Linked DNA regions of Zea mays: region 2 is linked to region 1. A link is a contact called in public Hi-C data. All regions are on one chromosome and are shown on one strand. Each heading gives the region's core, a stretch centred on a gene start, on an enhancer-like site or on the middle of the called end of the contact. The rest is flanking DNA. Distances are from core to core; before and after follow the strand shown.

Evidence for each region. Hi-C and Micro-C count contacts between places; a contact is called where the count stands out from the background.
Region 2: a contact with region 1 is called in a Hi-C map of ear, with 1.9 times the contacts expected there. The contact joins the enhancer-like site here to the promoter of LOC100285840 in region 1. A contact is called at or near these places in 2 of 25 Hi-C or Micro-C datasets (ear and tassel).

What each region holds. Positions count from the first base shown.
Region 1 is chr8:127,400,937-127,405,908 of Zm-B73-REFERENCE-NAM-5.0, forward strand. LOC100285840 (MPPN domain containing protein) reads right to left here and starts at 1,822. Exons shown (of 3, transcript NM_001158730.1): 1 at 1,260-1,822; 2 at 925-1,036; 3 at 1-70. The coding sequence starts at 1,777.
Region 2 is chr8:127,537,269-127,542,370 of Zm-B73-REFERENCE-NAM-5.0, forward strand. It overlaps LOC103637263, which reads right to left. Exons shown (of 6, transcript XR_002264586.3): 3 at 2,845-3,115; 4 at 2,593-2,766; 5 at 2,365-2,458; 6 at 313-2,240. Among protein-coding and RNA genes, the nearest start is that of LOC103635866, 5.1 kb to the left of the region's middle. Within about 2 kb of position 2,698, at least 19 of the 20 cell types and tissues checked have an H3K27ac peak or open chromatin away from gene starts, as enhancers often do. A contact at or near this core is called in ear and tassel, where this site is marked.

The DNA of each region.
Region 1 (4,972 bases), core at 572-3,071:
CTCCAACTATCAGACTGCTGCTTAGTTGGATAACATTTTTCTGAAGGGCCTTTCGAGCATCATAAGAACGCTTTGGGACCACATACACGATGGTGAAAGTTGTCAGTTTCAAGACTATCACATAGCAATGTAGAAACATTAACTATGGTGCATGTAAACATCAGAAGTGATAAAATTGTCAAATAAATAGAGATAATAACATCTCAGAATTAAGAGATCCATAAACAACAGTAGGAACAATACACCTAGAAAGGTAGAGTTGATAGTGACCATACAGGTTTTTAATCTGAAAAATGCGTACAGGAAACTGACACTGCCAACAAAAGAACTACTTGAATACCTGGTGACAACAAGAAGTCTGAAGAGTTGCTATTTGTATAAGCATAATAACTTGGATGTGCCAAGGGAATTCAGAGAGCACATCACATTTCTATTTATTTTCCAGTATCTTTCGAGGATATTTGTAAACCCATCGTCAATAGACACATAACATTCCACCAATTTATGAATTTATTTTATGAATTTAGAGACTTCATAAGTAAAAATAAGTTCCCTGTGTGTGATGGTACCTTGATCATGTTACGCTGAAAACCTATACAGGACTAAGTTACCGATATGCTTCATGTTCAAGGGATAATGAAACCATATACTGCAGCATTTACACATGAGGATAGAACTTGGTGTCGGTACTGTGCAACTAAAAATTGACACTATATTAAAACAGTACAAGAATATTACTCAACCTAATGGGGGAGCCCAAATGAGTTTATGTAGTTGTTTCAGTTCACTGGCAACTAATCTCGCTGGTTAGCTACAGAGCAGCCTAAGCTAATATGACTACTTTGTGAAACATAGTTAGAGAAAATTAAAGTAAATAGTACAACAGAAATACGGAAGCACAACAGTAGATAAATGTATAATTACCTGGTACAATATGTGGATCCAATTTCCATCTCTTGGACCAGAGTGATGTCTCAATATTACTCCACATTTCTCGAATTCCCGAAGAATAAGGTTGGTATCACCAATAGAGAATCTATAGAAGTACCAACAGAACTGAATCAATTTATCATACAAGGCACCTACAATTTGGGGTTAGCAAATGACTGCCGAGAGAGCATGGAGTGTGTCAACTACTCAACTCATGATAAACAATTACCATAGCATCCTAGCCAACTCTACCGTGTTCATAAGCGTCTGTCAACATATTTATAAGCAATAATCCAGTACAAAGCAAAGCATAAACATTATTTTCTCACCCAAATACAGTGACCCACTCCTCCCGTTCGACCTCCCCTGCGTTCGCCACCGGCTCCGTCCTAGGTGCCTGCGCGGGGGACACCGGTGACTGCGCCTCCGCTGTCGCGGCAGGAGGTGGGGTGCCAGGGCTCGCAGGGGCCGGCAAAGCGAGCATCTCTTTCCGGGTCGGCTCGACGACCCCAGCCATGGGGGATCCTGGTGCCGAGAGCGCCACCTTGCCCCGGGACAGGTCCCATGGCGGCGAGCGGCTGGCAGCGGTGCGGGGGGAGGGAGACGACGCGACGGGGAGAAGGTCGGAGGCGGTGGGGTCCGGGGAGAAGTCTGCGGAGGCATAGCGGTCATCGAGGGTGAAGATGGGCGGCGGGGGTGGTGGCGTGGAGGAGGGGGAAGCCCCCGAGGCAAAGCGGGACACGCCACGATGGGACGGGATCGGGGTGGCGAGGTCTCGAAAGAAGGGGGACTGCCGCGCGCTGCGGCCGCGCCGTGAGACGGCGAGAGAGTGGGATGAGGAGCCCATGGGCGGGCGGAGCGGCGCTGGCGCGCTGCTGTAGGTTGAGGGTTTGGGCTTCGGAGTCGGCGAGTCGCCCTTTCCCTCCTGCTGGGTGCTGACCTGCAGTAGAGGGCGGGAGGGCGGGACCAAGCAGTGGGGGAGCGTCGGTAGGTGGCCCGTGGCCGACGGGCGTCGTGGAGGGGCGCGGATGCCTCTTTGCCTGGTTGCAGCAGTTGCTCGTATTTATTGGGCCGCTCCGTGCCTTGCGACTTGCGAGGCTGGGCCGGCTTCCAGCCAAAGCCAACAGTAAAGAGAAGAAGGGCGCACGGAGGGGAGGAGGCGCGTCTTGGGATGCGTTTGGTTACAATGACGGGACGGAATGGGATAAAACGATCTCTCAAATAAGATTATTTGGTTTAGAGTCAAGAGTTGTCTCTAGTTATCCCTCAAAATTGGGGGACGAGAGAGGACGCCAGTGGACGTCCCTATCCTGACTGTCCCACAACCAAACGCACCCTTGGCGAGTCGCGAGGGGAGGGGGTGAGGCGGTCAGATGGCTTCAATACTATCCAACAACATCCGCTAAAAAATCTTGTACGCTAAATTTAGTATTTCATATCCACGCTATCCCCTTCAACAACGTCCGCTATAGTTTTCGGTAAATTTAGCGGTCATTCCATGGGACGCTAAAGCCAGAGAACCATTGTGCATCCGCGTCGTTGTGGCGTGCACCCAACCAACACTGTGCCATGACCATTCAGCTGAGCTCAGACACCACGGTGGCGTGGAGCATGCTTGCAGCAGCTAGCCCCGTGGTCAGGGCCGAACCTGGAGGGGGGCAAGAGCGGCCGCACCGGGCCTCCGATTTTGGAATGGCCCCAAGTAATATACATGTATATATAGTCTTAGGTGTTGTGTCTGGTGCGGCCGCTCCACTTGCCCCTCTTCGTAGGACAGTTCTGACGTTGAGATAAATGATCTACTATCTGATTTGAAGGTTTTGAAGTTAAGTTTTCCTAAAATACCAATGTCTTCTATGGAGATTTTTGAGTATGTTCGGCAAATGGATCCGTATCCAAATATTTTAATCGCTTATTGGATATTATTTACTGTGCTTGTGGCTGTGACATCGGCTTAGAGAAGCTTTTCAAAGTTGAAATTGTTGAAGAACTATTTAAGGTCAACGATGTATCAAGATCGGCTCAACGGATTGGCTACTTTATGCATTGAGAAAAAATATTAGACGAGGTTGATAGCAACATTATTATCAATGACTTCGCATCAAGAAACGTTAGAAGAATTTTTTGAATTAATACGTACAAAGATTTGAAGTTGTTTTGATATATTATAGACTTTTATCATTCAAAATTTTGCTTATGTACTTAGAAGAAAGTATATATATTGTAGACTTTTATCATTCAAAAATTATTGAGGGCCCCAATTTTTGTTTCGCCCTGGGTGAAACCTCATGACCGGCCCTGCCCGCGGTGGCCTCCATGCGAGCCTGCTTGCAGCAGCTCGAGCTGCGATGGAGGTAAAACAGTGACGCCGAGGAGGAGGAACACCTAGATGTCGCGTCGCGATAGTCGCAGAGGAGGAAACAACAAGAAGGAAGACGACCTGTATGCCCCGGCGTGGAAGACGAAACGTTGGGGAGGAGCAGCATCTATACCGCGTCGCAGAGGTGGAAAACCAGAGAAGAATATGGAGTAAGATTTGGGGAAGGTTTGTGTGGGCTCAATGTTCACGCTAAAAAACCCACTTTATTTCTACATTATATTAGTTAACTAGTCGGTTACCCGTGCGTTGTAACGGCTTACAACAATACTCACGTCCACCAAAAAAATCTCAATATTTTTTATTGATTGTCTCCGCTCTCCATATAATTTTTTTGATTTGGCTAACTGATGTTATTGTTTACTCCATCCAATATGTCTTGGTACAACACGACCAATGAAGTGAGCGATGAGTAGAGAGTTCACAACGACTGACTGAACGAATAGAGATTATAGAATGACATAATTCCATCATACAAAGACCAAATAAGACAAAGTTTATGAGCTCAAGTTTCTAAAATAAGTCACGTGAACTCAAACTTATAAACAAGATAAATCAAAATATGGAGTGGTTGCTAAAGTCGGGCATCAATAAAAACTGGATACACTTCATATAAATATGCTACTTCGTAGCAATTACTAACGTTTAAAACCAACAAATAAAATTTCATTTTCCTGTTAGTGTGACAAATCATTGTTGCTCCATCCAATTCAGCAATCTCAAACACCATGGAGTCCACTGCGTCAATGTGGTCTCAGAAACGACCTAATACTTGCAAGAGCCAAAAACGTTGTGTCGTGCTTAGGTTGTAGCCTCTGCCCGTATGTTGGTTCGATGCGATTATATTTTTTTTTATTTTACAAAAAAATGTATTGAAAGTTGCCTAGAGGGAGGGTGAATAGGACGAATCTGAAATTTTACAAACTTTAAGCACAATTACAAGTCGGGGTTAGCGTTAGAATTATAAACGAGTCCGAAAGAGAGGGCGAAAACAAATCACAAGTAAATAAGGCGGATGACATGGTGATTTGTTTTACCGAGGTTCGGTTCTTGCAAACCTACTCCTCGTTGAGGTGGTCACAAAAACCGGGTCTCTTTCAACCATTTCCCTCTCTCAAACAGTCACTTAGACCGAGTGAGCTTCTCTTCTCAATCAAATGGGACACTAAGTCCCACAAGTGAGAGCACCTAGAGGGGGGGTGAATAGGTGATCCTGTAAAACTTTAAACTTAAGCCACAAAAACTTGGTTAAGCGTTAGCACAATAATGCCAAGTGGCTAGAGAGGAGTCTCAACACAACACAATAACCACAAAAGATCAATCACAGAGATGGCACAGTGGTTTATCCGGTGGTTCGGCCAAGACCAACGCTTGCCTACTCCACGTTGTGGCGTCCCAACGGACGAGGGTTGCAATCAACCCCTCTCAAGCGGTCCAAAGACCCACTTGAATACCACAGTGTTTTGCTTGCTTTACTATATCCCGTTTGCGAGAAATCTCCACATTTTGGAGCCTCTCGCCCTTACACTTGAAGTTCACAAAGAAGCACGGAGTAAGAGAGGGATAAGCAACACACTCAAGACAAGAAATCACAGCAACACCACGCACACAAGTCACAACAAGAGCTCACAACACAACTCAATGAGTTCACAACTCGACTAGAGC
Region 2 (5,102 bases), core at 1,448-3,947, 140 kb after region 1:
GCTTCCCTCGCGCCGTGGTCGTAAAGCCTGTATAGATGGCCAACCGGGCCGCACGGCACTGGCACGGCACGACAGGGCACGGCACGGCTAAGCACGGTAGAAGATCCGTGCCGTGCCTGTTAGTGCCAGCGTGCTGGGCCCTCGGCCCAGGCACGGCACTACCAATACTTAACCGTGTCGTGCCGTGCCAACAGGCACGCCAGTGCTAGTGCCAGCACGGGCACTACGTGTAGAAATACCAGCAGCAGCATTCAAACAGCATAAGTGAATAACAGATTTCATAGTTAATAACAGATTCAAACAGCATTCACAAAGAGAGTAAGAGACTAATCAAACAACAATTTTATGAGCTGTAGTGCAATGGCTGCCTCGTTAAAAACCTGTCTAGGTAAAACTCACCCTTGTGAGAAACCCTAGACAGGAAAAAAGAGTACAGCCCAGCTCATTAAAATGTTTTTCAAATGTTTACAGTCCAGTCCAGTCCAGTGTCCAGGTGCATAATATTACAGTCCCATTACAGAAATGGTCACAAAGAGAGTAAGACTAATCAAGATAAAGATTTTCAAATGTTTCTTCAAGCTCTTTGTCATCCACCATGTGTTGCATCCTTGCTTCAGCATCCTCCCAATCTTTAATGCATGTCAACATCTCAACCACATCAGACTTCAATCTCCTCCTCCGCTCGTCGATGATCCTGCCAGTTAAACTAAAAGTGGATTCTGAAGAGATGGTAGACACAGGAACAGTTAAAATATCTTTAGCCATAATTGACAGTACTGGATAAGTGAGTTTGTGCTGATGCCACCAGTGCAAGATGTTGAAATCATCAGTTAACTGGTTGACAGTGTCACAATCTAAGTAAGAAATGAGTTCAGAAGCAGTAGAAGCTGAAGAGCTTGCAGCATGCAGTAGCGCAGATCACAATCTAAGTAAGAAATGAGTTCAGAAGCAGTAGAAGCTGAAGAGCTTGCAGCACCGGGATCTCCGCAGAAGCGCAGATCACACCGGAGGCCGGAGGGGGAGAAGAAGATAGGAGAGGGAGACTGGAGCTAGAAGAGAGGAGAGTACCAGTGCCAGTGCCGTCGTACCGGACCCCGGAGTCCCCAGTCCCGGTTCCTCAACGGAGTAAGCCGGAGCACCGGGATCTCCGCAGAAGCGCAGATCACACCGGAGGCCGGAGGGGGAGAAGAAGACAGGAGAGAGTAGAGAGGAGAGGGAGAACGGAGCACCGGGATCTCCGCACAAGCGCAGATCGCGCCGGTTCTAAAATGCGCGTGTAAACTGTAAACCCTAATAAGCCGGAGCACCAGGATCTCCGCAGATCACACCGGAGGAGGAGAAGAAGACAGCAGATCCGAGCGGGGGTTATGGATCTGAGTTACCCGGTTCACAAATGCGCAGATCCGAGCGAGGGAGAGCCGGAGAGGATCTCCGACGGTGACGAGCGACGATCGATCCGAGCGGAGGCGCCGAGGCGGAGAGCCGGAGACCGCAGACCGGAGGCGGAGATGGAGACCGGAGCGCTTAGCGGAGGCGGAGGGAACGAGGGAGAGGAGAGCTCGCCGGTCGCCGCCGAATTGCCCGCGGCTGAGAGAGAGCGAGTGAGTCAGTGAGCGAGAGCGAGTTAGGGTTTGAGCGAGAGCGAGAGTGAGTGAGGAGTGACGCCCGCGGCCGCGGCTGGGGCGGGTTAGGCCTTAGGGTTTACACGCGACTCGCTCGGGTGGGCCGTGCCGACGCCGTGCCGGCCCAGTTAGCCGTGCCGTGCCTGGGCCGACCATACGGGCCCAAGTGGTGGCCCAGGCACGGCACTATGTACGGGCCGTGCCCGGCACTGGCACTAAGAGGACCGTGTCGTGCCGTGCCAGTGCCGTGCTTTTTAGTGCCGTGCCCGGCCCGGCCCGTCATGTTAGTGCCATTTGGCCAACTATAAAAGCCTGGCGAGGCCAAAGTCACCTAGGTGTGCGACCATACCGCCCACGTTGATCGGTTGATGGACGACCACCTGCCCCCACTTCATGTGGAGGTAGAAGAGGTCGGAGGCCACATCCTTGATGATCTGAAACCTCTGCGCTCACTCCAGCAGCGCCTTGCCGTCCTCGGCGTGCAGGCGGTGCTTGTCGAGGCTACCGTTGGGCATGCAGTAGTAGACCATCAGCAGCTCGCCCTTCCTTCTGCAGTAGCCTAGCAGCAGCTGCACGAGGTTGCGGTTGCGGTGGCGGAGGTGGCTGATGCTCATGCCCCTGCTATCCAGTAAATACATTTTAATAAATGTAGACACGTTACGTTACGTGCAGGCGGGTGAGTGCATGTTTGACGAGGTGTAGTAGGTGTGGAGTAGGGCAACGACGACGACAATCTTTTTACCTAGGACGGGTCAAAAGTAAGTGGTAGCTAGTGCTCATCGGGATAACAGCAGGGTGAAAAAGGCGCACGTGATCATCGGAATCTCGCAATGGTCCTGTCCACAAAAAAAAATGGAATGGATCGGCCTTAGCTTCCCAAACAAAAAAAATGGCAGTGAAATGTTGGGATATATTGCAGGGCCCACGTGCCAGCCAGGCGAACATGAATGAGCAGAGCAGGTATACATACTGGCATTCTGTGCTTGTAGCAGCGTGCGGGGTTTTTGGAACTTTGGATATGGTCGTCGTCGCAGGCCGGCCAGAGCATTGGATCCAATTCTAGCCACTTCGATGTTGGTCCGGCGCTGTTGGATCGACCCTTCTCGTTTGGGCCCATTTTCGGTGCGTACTACCTCAGTACCTCCTGACAACAAATTCTTTTAAAAAAAACTTCGAACAATTAACTATTGGATGCACCTGTCTGTCCTTGCTTGCTACCCACTTCCTCGATGGCTCCAAGTGACACGACGTGCTTCGACGCCTGCCTCTGTCTGCACGGAGCGGCCACCGGTAAATGTAACGTCACATGACAAGGGCCGCCCACCTTTGCGATCCAGGACAGGACACGCATGTCCTGACGCCGAGGCAAGTCGGCAGCGCCCAGCACGCAAGGCGGTCGCGTACTCGCGTTCCGTTGTTTTCGCCTCGAGTACGTCCTCTCCTCCTTCCTGGTCGCTCGCTACAGCTACACGTTGCTCACCTCACCTCATCACCTGCAAGAGTAGCCAAGGCGCGCGCGCGGCGCCGGCGCCGGCGTTCGTGTGAGCTAGTGTGACTCTGCTTCTGGGCACCTGCGGACACGTGACGACGTTAGCAGTGGGACCACCACCCGCGCTGCTAAGCATCGAGTGACCCATGAGCTACGCTACGCACGCCACCAGCGCCGCCTAGCAGCTAAGCCCCATAGCGCCAGGCGGCCAGGGTGAGGAGGGAGTTACAGGCAAGCAGGGGCAGGGCAGGGTTCCTCGCCGTCGCGGCAGCTTTCCCGTGCCGCGCGTCCGTGACTGACGCGCTTTAACCGTCCCAGAGCGCCCTACGTGATCTGCCTCTGAATCCTTACTAAAGATTCCTTCAGTCCAGTAGTGCCACCACGAAACGAAGCTGAGCAACGCTAGAAATGCCACTCAGTCACTACACAACATGAAATTCTCTCGAGAGTTTCGTCGCACCAACCGTTCGTGAATTGTGATCCAGCGGGGGGGATCGGTTCCCACGGTTTTCCATAGAGAAAGGGGGAGCAGAAAAACAAACTGTTCCTATCGAAAATCCGAGAACGTGCGAAAAAAAAACTGGGCACATGTTTCGGCTTCGGAACCTTCTCAAGTAAGAGACTGAAAGCCCACGTAAAGATTCTACTCGTTCGTAGTATAGTACGGCTGCCCGCTACTTTCGGCCCACCCGCGGAAGGCCTGCTATTGAATTAGGAGTATCTTGACGGTACCGTACGGTATTATGATTTTATTTTTTATTGAGAACTACGTTACCACGAATAACCAGATCCGCTTCCTTCTCTCCTGTCAGCAGTAGAGGCACGAGAAGTTGTAGAGGACCCGTCCCCTTCCCAGAAGCACGACATAGGAAACACACGAGACACAGGATATAGGGTTAGGCCTCTGACCTCTTTCTCTTCTCTTCTATTATGAGGGGTTGTACAAGTTCTTATATAGAGGTGTGAGACCCCTCAGGGGCAAAGCAGATATTTGCCCACATAACCCTAACTAGGGTTACTTAACACTCCCCCTTGGACGAATACTGCGACCAACACATGCCTCGTTAAAACTCCGAAAAACCCAGTGGGAAAAATATGGAGAAAGAGTACACGATGACGCAAATTGCATTTGCACTTTGTTGTCTCGTTAAAAACCTCATGTGAGTGTGGCGTTTCGACCCCGGGGGGTCCCTGGACCGACGAGTGAATTGTCGCCGCGTGTCCCAGCCCAGATGGGTCGATGCGAGACGGAGCACGAAGGGGGAAGAAACAGGCAAAGGGGAAACCCGCGGCCTTCGTGTTGCCCTACGCCTAGGTCGGGTGCGCTTGCAGTAGGGGGTTACAAGCGTTCGTGTGGGAGAGAGAGAGAGAGCGAGAGCCTTATGCGCCTGCCCGTTCTCCCGCGCGGCCAACCTTCTCGTACGAGAGCCCTGGACCTTCCTTTTATAGGCACAAGGAGAGGGTCCAGGTGTACAATAGGGGGTGTAGCAGTGTGCTAACGTGTCTAGCAGAGAGGAGCTAGAGCCCTAAGTACATGTCGTCGTGGCAGCCGGAGAGGTTTTGGCACCCTGTTCATGTGATGTCGTGCCCGTCGGAGGAGAGCTGGAGCCCTGCGGAAGGACAGCTGTCGGGGCTGTCGAGTCCTTGCTGACGTCTCCTTGCTTCCATAAGGGGCTGAGAGCCATCGTCGTCATGGAGCACGCGGGGCGCCATCATTATTTGTTTACCGGGGCGAGCCAGATGGGACGCCGGTCTTGCTCCCCGTAGCCTGAGCTAGCTAGGGGTAGGGTAATGATTGCCCCCCCTGTGACGTGGTCGGTCCGAGCCCTAGGTCGGGCGAGGCGGAGGCTCCTCCGAGGTCGAGGTCGAGTCCGTCTTCCGAGGTCAAGGCTGAGTCCGACCCCTGGGGTCGGGCGAGGCGGAGTCCATCTTCCGAGGTCGAGGCTGAGTCCGACCCCTGGGGGCGGGCGAGGCGGAGTCCGTCTTCCAAG